2 separate regions of the Macaca mulatta genome follow, and region 2 is linked to region 1. Evidence: chromatin contacts called from public Hi-C data. All regions are on one chromosome and are shown on one strand. The core of a region is the stretch at or near the end of the contact, and the rest is flanking DNA. Distances in the headings are between cores, read along the strand shown. Region 1 holds the start of E2F7 (E2F transcription factor 7). Region 2 has its middle 250 kb from the start of E2F7.

The links. Hi-C and Micro-C count contacts between places; a contact is called where the count stands out from the background.
Region 2: a Hi-C map of fetal cortex germinal zone shows a contact between it and region 1, with 2.5 times the contacts expected there. The contact joins the enhancer-like site here to the promoter of E2F7 in region 1. A contact is called at or near these places in 2 of 14 Hi-C or Micro-C datasets (fetal cortex germinal zone and fetal cortical plate).

The regions. Positions count from the first base shown.
Region 1 is chr11:84,221,973-84,226,058 of T2T-MMU8v2.0, forward strand. It overlaps E2F7 (E2F transcription factor 7), which reads right to left and starts at 2,343. Exons shown (of 13, transcript XM_028829739.2): 1 at 1,461-2,343; 2 at 660-752. The coding sequence starts at 752.
Region 2 is chr11:84,475,129-84,479,214 of T2T-MMU8v2.0, forward strand. No RefSeq gene overlaps it. Among named protein-coding and RNA genes, the nearest start is that of E2F7, 250 kb to the left of the region's middle. Within about 2 kb of position 2,358, at least 20 of the 40 cell types and tissues checked have an H3K27ac peak or open chromatin away from gene starts, as enhancers often do. A contact at or near this core is called in fetal cortex germinal zone and fetal cortical plate, where this site is marked.

The sequences.
Region 1 (4,086 bases), core at 1,093-3,592:
TGCCTCTGCCTAAAAGTGCTCAGATAGCTGAGACATTGTTATGGCCAGTTTCTTTGTAATGTTTCTTGAAAACAACACCTTGGTCTTACAAATCACAAGGAGTGCAAAATGTGAGGGAATGGCTCAGTGCAAAACTAGCAATAGTATGGTAAAACATTCAGAATATACTGATGAGTTCAGCCACTTTATCTCCCTATATGGGAGGCACTGGTCTACTCTTGGGTGAATGGAACAGTCTCTGGGAGCTAGTTCATCGGTATGAAGACATTTCACAGCACTTTAATAATCCAGCATTTATGCCTACAAAGGTCTATTTTCCTGGGAACTGAGGCTTAGCATTCCTACAGAGCATTAGCTACACCACCCTTGACAACTATATTATAAACTTTGATTGCTGTAGCCAGCATATTTTTGACGGATATAAATTGGTTACAACATTACATGTAACCTCACCTATTTTTCCCACTATATCTGAGAGTAGAATTGCAACAATAATGGTTTGGATCGCTCTATTTTTTAAAAAAGAATGTTTCTATAATGTTTATCAATATTACTTACTATGCTTAAATACAAATACAAATGGCATGTTGGAACACTTAATTGAATTCAACATCACCATCCTTAATATGTTAGAAACTAAGGTGTTTATGTTAGCTCACCTTTTGTGCATTTTCCCCATCTTCAATTGCAAAATCCAGTCTGGGCTGCCTGGGGCTGATCAGGTCTTTTAGTGTTAAACAATTTACCTCCATCTGTAATGCACAATTACACTAGAAAATGATTTTGCAATTAGGTACCTTTTCCTCAAACAAAAATATCTACATATGTGTTACTTGTTTGTCAGTATGAAACTCCCCCTTGCCTAAGCACATCCTGGGCATTTCCAGGAGTTGTAGCCACCCTTAACTTTCTAAAACACACGAACAAACTCAAACACCTAAAGTGTGCTTAGTAATACTGAAAATCTGGGAAGAAAAAAAATCTACAAAAACAGTACTTCTTTATGAAAAGCTAGACGGCAAAATAAAGTTACCAAGTCGGAAGGGTGTTGGGCAAATCTGTCAGAAAGTACAGGGTCTCCCAGGTCAGTTAATTTTGGCGCAAAGAACTGAGAGGAATTCGGCTTTGAGGGGTTTTGAATCAGGGGGAAGGAAACCCGATCGCCAGACCAAACCCACTCAGCGCTGAGCGTAGCCCCTTCCCGGGCCTCCGAGCAGATCCCCCAAATAAACTCCTCCAATGAAAGCCCCAAGTTGTGGGGAAGGGCAAATTCCCTCTACTGCCGGGCTGGAGGGAGAGCTGCACCCGGCACACCCTCTGCGCACCGGGTCCCCCGGCAGAAACATCTCGAGCCCTCGCCAGCCGGGGGACGTGAGGGGTGGCAGGTTGGCAGCCGGGGCGGGAGGGGTCCCCGTATCCCAATTCCCGCCTCCCCACCAGCGCTGGGGCCACACGCTTACCGCTTACCACTGCTTTCCGAAGGAGGCTTCCTGCCTCTGCAGGGACCTCCACCGACCCAAGCCGATGAGGGAAGGTGGTGCGGCGATCAGCAGCCGGGCGGCGGCATCGGGAAGGGAGAGCTAGGTGCGCAGATCCCCGCGCCGAGTGCCCTGGACTGGCGGGGACCCCGCGGCGTCCCGACAGCGCCAGCGCTCAGACCCGCCGAGCGCGACTCCAGCCTGGATCGTAGTCCCCGCTAAAACACCTCCTCTGGCGCCTTGAGACCGAATTTGAGAATCCACCAATTAGCGGCGGCCGGCGGGGTGGCCCCGGCCAATCGTGTGGCGGCACGGCCCGGGCTCACCACCCCTCGGAGTCTTGGCGCTCCGAGTCGCGCGTTTTGCCCTCACCCGCCCAATTGTTGCCGCCTCGGCCCCCTCCCCCTTCCGGGTACCTGGAAACCTCGGGCCTGGGAGCCAATTCCTGCTGGGGACGCGGGCCCGGGCGGCCGCGGGAAGCCAAGGTGGGGGCGGCGCGGGGCGGCGCGGGGCGGCGGGAGAAGGAAGAGGAGGAGGAGGAGGGCTCTTTTGTTATGTATAGAAGACCCGCGCACGTCCCCAAGGCTTGCCGCGCCCGGGGACCCCGGGCACAGCCAGAGGAGAGGAAAGCAGATGGGGTTTGGAAGAACGATCTACACCCTCTGGATGCTGCTGCTGCCGCCATCCCCACCCGCCCTCAGCAACCTGTGCGGAAGCGGAGTTGTCCAGACTTGCCGGGGCAAACTTCCTAACACCGCACGCTGGTGTGACACATGAACCATGGTTACCGCTCTGCTGTGAGCAGATGGCACGCCAGTTAGCCCTGGAGACTAGACTGGAAGCCAAACCAGAAGTTTGTGTGTGTGTGTGTGTGTGTGGCAAATCCGGAAATGTTTTTTGGTGTTCCCTTTTCGGCACATTGCAAATAATTAGGAGGGAAAAAGCTTTATGTAAAAAAGTAATTCTTTGCAATAGGGACTAGCATTCTGGGCGACAGTCTAGAAAATTTCCTCAACACCCCTGATTTGTATTAACTGTTTCACTTCTTTCATCCTACAGTTTCTTGTTTAAAATATGAATGTTGGTAGTGATAGATTTTTTTTACAAAATAGACTTTATTGTTTAGAAGTTTTCAATTTACAGAAAAATTGAGATAGTACCAAGAATACCCGTATATTCAGCACCCAATTTCACCCACTATTAACATTTTGTGTTAGTATAGAATATTTTTTGAAATTAATGAACTAATATTGGTAGATTCTTCTGAGCTAAAGTCATTACTTTATTCAGATTTCCTTAATTTTTTCCTAATGCCTTTTTTTTTTCTGTTCAGGATACCACATTACCTTTAGTTCCCATGTCTCTGTAGGCTCCTTTTGGCTATGACAGTTTCTCATACTTTCCTCATTTTTGACACCTGGACATTTTTGAGTTGTATCGGTCAAGTATTTTGTAGGATATCCCTCAACTGAAATGTGAGACAGCCTTAAAGCATCAGACATTCTTAAATGTACAGACATTTCCCTACACCCCATATACTTTACAGCAAAGGTATCATTTTCCTTTCTGTACCAAGGCTCCACTCTTCACCACTTATCCTCCAAATATTTTTATTTTATTTTTGGAGATGGAGTCTCGTGCTGTCACCCAGGCTGGAGTGTAGTGGCAAGATCTCGGCTCACTGAAACCTCCACCTCCTGGGTTCAAGCGATTCTCTGTCTCAGCCTCCCGAGTAGCTGGGATTACAGCCGTGCTCCACCACGCCCGGCTATTTTTTGTATTTTCAGTAGAGACGGGGTTCCACTGTGTTGGCCAGGCTGGTCTTGAACTCCTGACCTCAGGTGATCCGCCTGCCTCCACCTCCCAAAGTGCTGGGATTACAGGTGTGAGACACTGCGCACGGCCTCAAATACATATATTTTAAATGAACTCTCAGCAGAATTCAGACTGCTCAATCACGTCCTTCACTTCGTACTCTAGATTGCTGGCAAATAGAGCCTTAAAAAAAAAAAAAATCACTGCTAGGTCATACACTGAAAAGAGAAAAGTGTGCAAAACATTAAACAAAAGAAACAATAGTAATAAAAATCTGACATTTTTATAGGAATAACATTTTGAACTGAAAACTCTTTTGTAGGTAGAAGCCTAATGAGACGTTTAAAGAATAAAAAATTGCAACTTATTAAATTTTGCACATATATGGAAACAGGAAGTAGATAAGGAAATACTTTTCCCAACGGTATTCATTTTCTAATGCTGTTGTAACAAATTACCACAACTGGCTTATGAGGACAGGGATTTATTCTCTCACATTTCTGGAAAGTTAAGGTGTTCCCAGGGCTACACTCCAGGGGCTCTTATCCTTTTCTTCTTCCTGTTTCTGGTGGCTGTTAACAATCCTTGACTTGTGGCAGCCTCACTCCAATCTCTACCTCCATGGTTACGTTGCTTTCTCTTTTGTCTGTTAAGTCTCTCCCATGTGTCTCCTATGAGGATACCTGTCACTGAAATTAGGTCCTACCTGGATAGTCCAGGATGATCTCATCTTGAGATCTTCAATTTAATTGCATCTGGGAAGATCCTCTTTCCAGAGTCATGTTCCTTCATG
Region 2 (4,086 bases), core at 1,108-3,607, 250 kb after region 1:
TATACCTAATATGTGAATAGTGGGTATAGAGGCAGCACAGAGAAGTGGCATCTAAACTTTGTTGTAGGATCTGGGAGTGTTTGGGGAGGCATTCCAAAGGAGTTTAGTTTCAGGGATTGAGCAAGTGTTACCCAGATGTGGTGGTGCGGGATGTGGAGAAGAGTTGGGTTGGGAGCGTGAGAGAATTCCTAGTGGAGAATAGCATATGTACAGATGGGGTGAGAATAGCATATGTACAGGTAGGCGTGAGCTGGTGCTGTATGAGAAAGCATGGAATAAGTTTGACCTGCTTAGGAACTGTGGGGCAGGTGTGAGGGATGAAGCAGGAGTAGGTAGGGGCTAGATCACAAAAGATCTATGCCAGTGTTTCTCACCGTGTGATTCCCAGCGCAGTAGCATGATATCACTTTGGATCTTGTTAGAAGTACAAATTCTTATGTATCACCCTGGACTAGACCACCTGAATAAGAAAAGTTGGGCGTGAGGCCTACACATTTTTAACGAAGTCGTACAGGTGATTGCAATGCATGCTAAAGTTTGAGAAACGCTCTTTGCTATGGTTTGAATATTCGTGTCCTTCCAAAATTCATGTAGAAACAATCTCCAATGCAATAGTATTAAGAGGAGGGACCCTTGGGAGCCGATCAGATCATGAAGTCTCCTTTCTTATAAACGGGATTAAAAGCCTTACCAAAGAGGCTTCACACAGCATTTGGCCCTTGTGAGGACACAGTGTTGGAAACAGGGACTGGGTTCTCACCAGAAACAGAACCCGCCAGCATCTTGGTCTTGGACTTCTCAGCCTCCAGAATGGTGAGAAATAAGTTCTTGTTGTTTATAAGTTAACCAGCCTCAGGTATTGTGTAATGGCAGCACAAAGGGCTAAGAAACTGTTCTATGCCATAACAAGAAATGTGGTCATTTTCCTGAAGGAAATGGGGATGTATAGAAAGATTTTAGATAAGACTCATAATATTGATTTGGAAGGCTTACTCTGCAAGCAAGGTGGAAGAGCAATGTGAAGGAAGCATGGTGGAGATGAGAGGACTGGAGGTTAAGTTGGTAGAGAGATACAGGAAAGAAGCTTAAGACATTTGAGTTAGAATGTAGCATCCTTCCTATGTGTAGGGCTCATAAAATGTATATAGTCTAAGATAGAACACAGAATACTCTATGAATCCTGCCCACAAGGTGTTGGTAATCTAGATTCACTTTTTTTCTGATAATGCCATCCATATCTATGGAGCCTCTACTATCGTATGCCAGAGTAACTCTGGAATCAGTTTGGTTGATCTAGACAAGACCGTAAGGAGAATCCCCTTCCTGCCTCTCCTCCAGGGGAGGGATTCGAGTTGAACTAGTACCTCAGAGACTGTTTAGTAATATGATGCATGAAAGGTGATGGTTAGGACAGAAAAATAAAGGGATTGCATCATAATTTCTCAGGTTCCCCAAATATGTGGTGGTCTCAAACCATGTGAATTGGTCAGCACATCCTGTTTGGGTTGCGTGTCAGCAGTTGAGATCTGAGCCTTATTTGTAACAGTGAAACACTGAGAGACCTGCCCACTGAAAGCTGTTTTTCAGCTAGGAATAGAAAAGAGGCAGGCTAGACTCTTCTTTCTGCTAGATCTTGCTTCTTCTCAGCAACAGAAGTAGACCTGCCTTCCTAGCTGTAGAGAAAAGGTGCCAGTAGGCGGGCAGGTGAGCCTGTGGATAACCCTGGAGTAAAGGTTAGAATAGACCTTCAAGTCTATCCTCCAGCATCGGAGTGGGGGTAGAGAAAAGGAGACGCTTCTTTGGCTGAGAGAGGAAGAAAAAAAAATCCCAGATATTTGACAGCTATATCTTCCCATCATCACCTTCCTCTAAACCCATGCCTCTCTGCTTAGTGAGACATAAAATGAAGAGTGACTCCCACCCCCAGTCCATTCCCCGTTTGTAGGTGTGCTTTCAATGAAAAGAAGTTGGTGCCCAAGGACGGAAACTAGAGCAGCTGAAAATAGGTGCAAGACTTGTTGAGCATACAAATCGTTTCCCCCTTAGTCTCCAAGGGAGGAAAAAAAAATCCCTCTTGCTCTCTCCTTGCAGACTGTGTTCTGCACTCGGGAGAGGAAGCTGAGCCTGGTCCTCAGGCGCTCCTCCAGCCGTCTCCGCAGGAAACTTTTCTCGCAGGGCCCGCTCGGTCCATCCCGCGCGGTTCCGAGACGTTGGGCCTCCTGTGGGGCTCCTCTCCTGGGCAAGGGCCCAGATCCCGCGACGCGCCTGTCTCTTTAAATTCCAGCTGCGCGACTGGGAAACAGCGCCACTCGCCGCCCAGACCGGCTGGAGGCTGCGAGCGAGCTCGCGCTTTCGCTCCCGGCTGCGCGCCGCGGAGAGCTCGGCTCTGCCCGCGGGCTGCTTGGTGGCGGCGGCGCGGGGCGGGGAGGCGCGGCCCGGCCGAGGAGGGAAGAAAGAGCGAGCCGGGCCGGGAGAGGCGCCGCGCCCGGTCCCGCGCCCGCTCTCAGCGGCCCGAGCAGTTTCTTTCTGGGTGACAAGGATGTGCCTCGGTTGGTTTTTCTTTTTTTTCTCCATCTCCTTAAGACGATTTCCATAGTAACCTGATCAAGTGGCTCAATATCGCAAACCTGAGGATTTCCGCGGCCCGCCGGCAAGACCTCGGCCAGGTAACGCTGCGATCTCCTCCTCTTCTATTGCAAACCGCTGCGCTCCTTGCAAAGTTCCTTTTGTGGAAAATCGCCCAACCCAACGGAGCCCGGGGTATTTGCAACAGCGTGTTCGTTTCCAGGTGCCTGTCACTGGTCTCCTCCCTGCTGCTTCTCCAGGACCCATAATCAGATTATTTTAAAAAATTGTTTTTGGTCGTCTCCCCCGCCCTCTCCCATTCTTTATTCTTTTTCTCTTCGCTGCGCTCTCGGCTTTCCCCCTGACACTACTGATGGGGGTGCGGGGGAACGTCGGGGGTGGGGGTGGCCAGCGCGGTCCTGGGAGTGGCGGGTTCGGATGGGCTGACTGCGGTGGGCCACTTTGGGCATCTCGGCGTGGCCTGCGCTGGGGTCACGGGGAGGGCTGTCAGCGCCGGGGCGGCGGAACCCGAGGTCTCCAGACGAGTGAGGGAGGGATGCAGGCTTGGGGGTGATGGAGCGCTCGGCTGGTGGCTGGTGAGCGTCCATACATCATAGCTCTCCTTCCCACTCCCCCGCCCCTCTTCGGGATTCTCTCTTTCTCTTTCCCCGTCCTCATTTCTTTCTTCCTTTACTCACCACTCGCTTCATTCTCTTCCTTCCATTTCCTCTTTTTTTCTCCCCTCATTTCCTTTTTTCCTTTCCCCTTTAAAGAAAGGGGGATCGTTTGCAACCCTTTCGTTCTGCCAACATGAAATAGCTGTGAAACCTGCAGCGTGGCCACCTCAACCTGGTCGTTTTCAGACCGTCCTCATCCATCAACATATTTGTTTCCCGAGTGTATTGATCTCCCTGAATTATACAGAAATGCATTCTAAGCTAGGCGCCTGTATGTCAGAATCAGTTCTGCAGCTAGCTTCCGTGCTCCAAGTATGACATGTATTGTAAGGGCTGCATGTGTTTTAAACCCACATAAGCCATGGATATACATAAATGTAGCTTTGAAAAAAAAAAAAAAACTAGCCTTATTCTAGATAAACTTCCCTCTTAAATTACTGATATACTCTTTCCCCTCTTTGACATTTAATTTTAGGAAAGTTGGGAGACAGGTTCTTGTCCTCCAGTTTTTAAGGAACAGGCAACTTCTATTATCTTAATTTTCTCCTCTTTGAACGTCACTCACGTTTGCACTACCCAATCAGTGGAACAAGTGGGTCATAATTAAGATTCAGATGCTAGCTTCCAACGTCCAAGCTGGCTGGAGTGGCAACCTCTGGTACACCGTGCTAAGAAAACGCGGAGACCTTGCCAAAGAATAAAGGCATAGCAACTCTTTTGTGAAATATCGAGGTTCAGACTTTAGTACTGAAAACATGAAAATGCAATGAAACCAGGCTTTTAGTTTATTTTTGGTTCTTAGCATGGGTACAACTAGGTAGGTATAAATTAGTACTTCTTACAA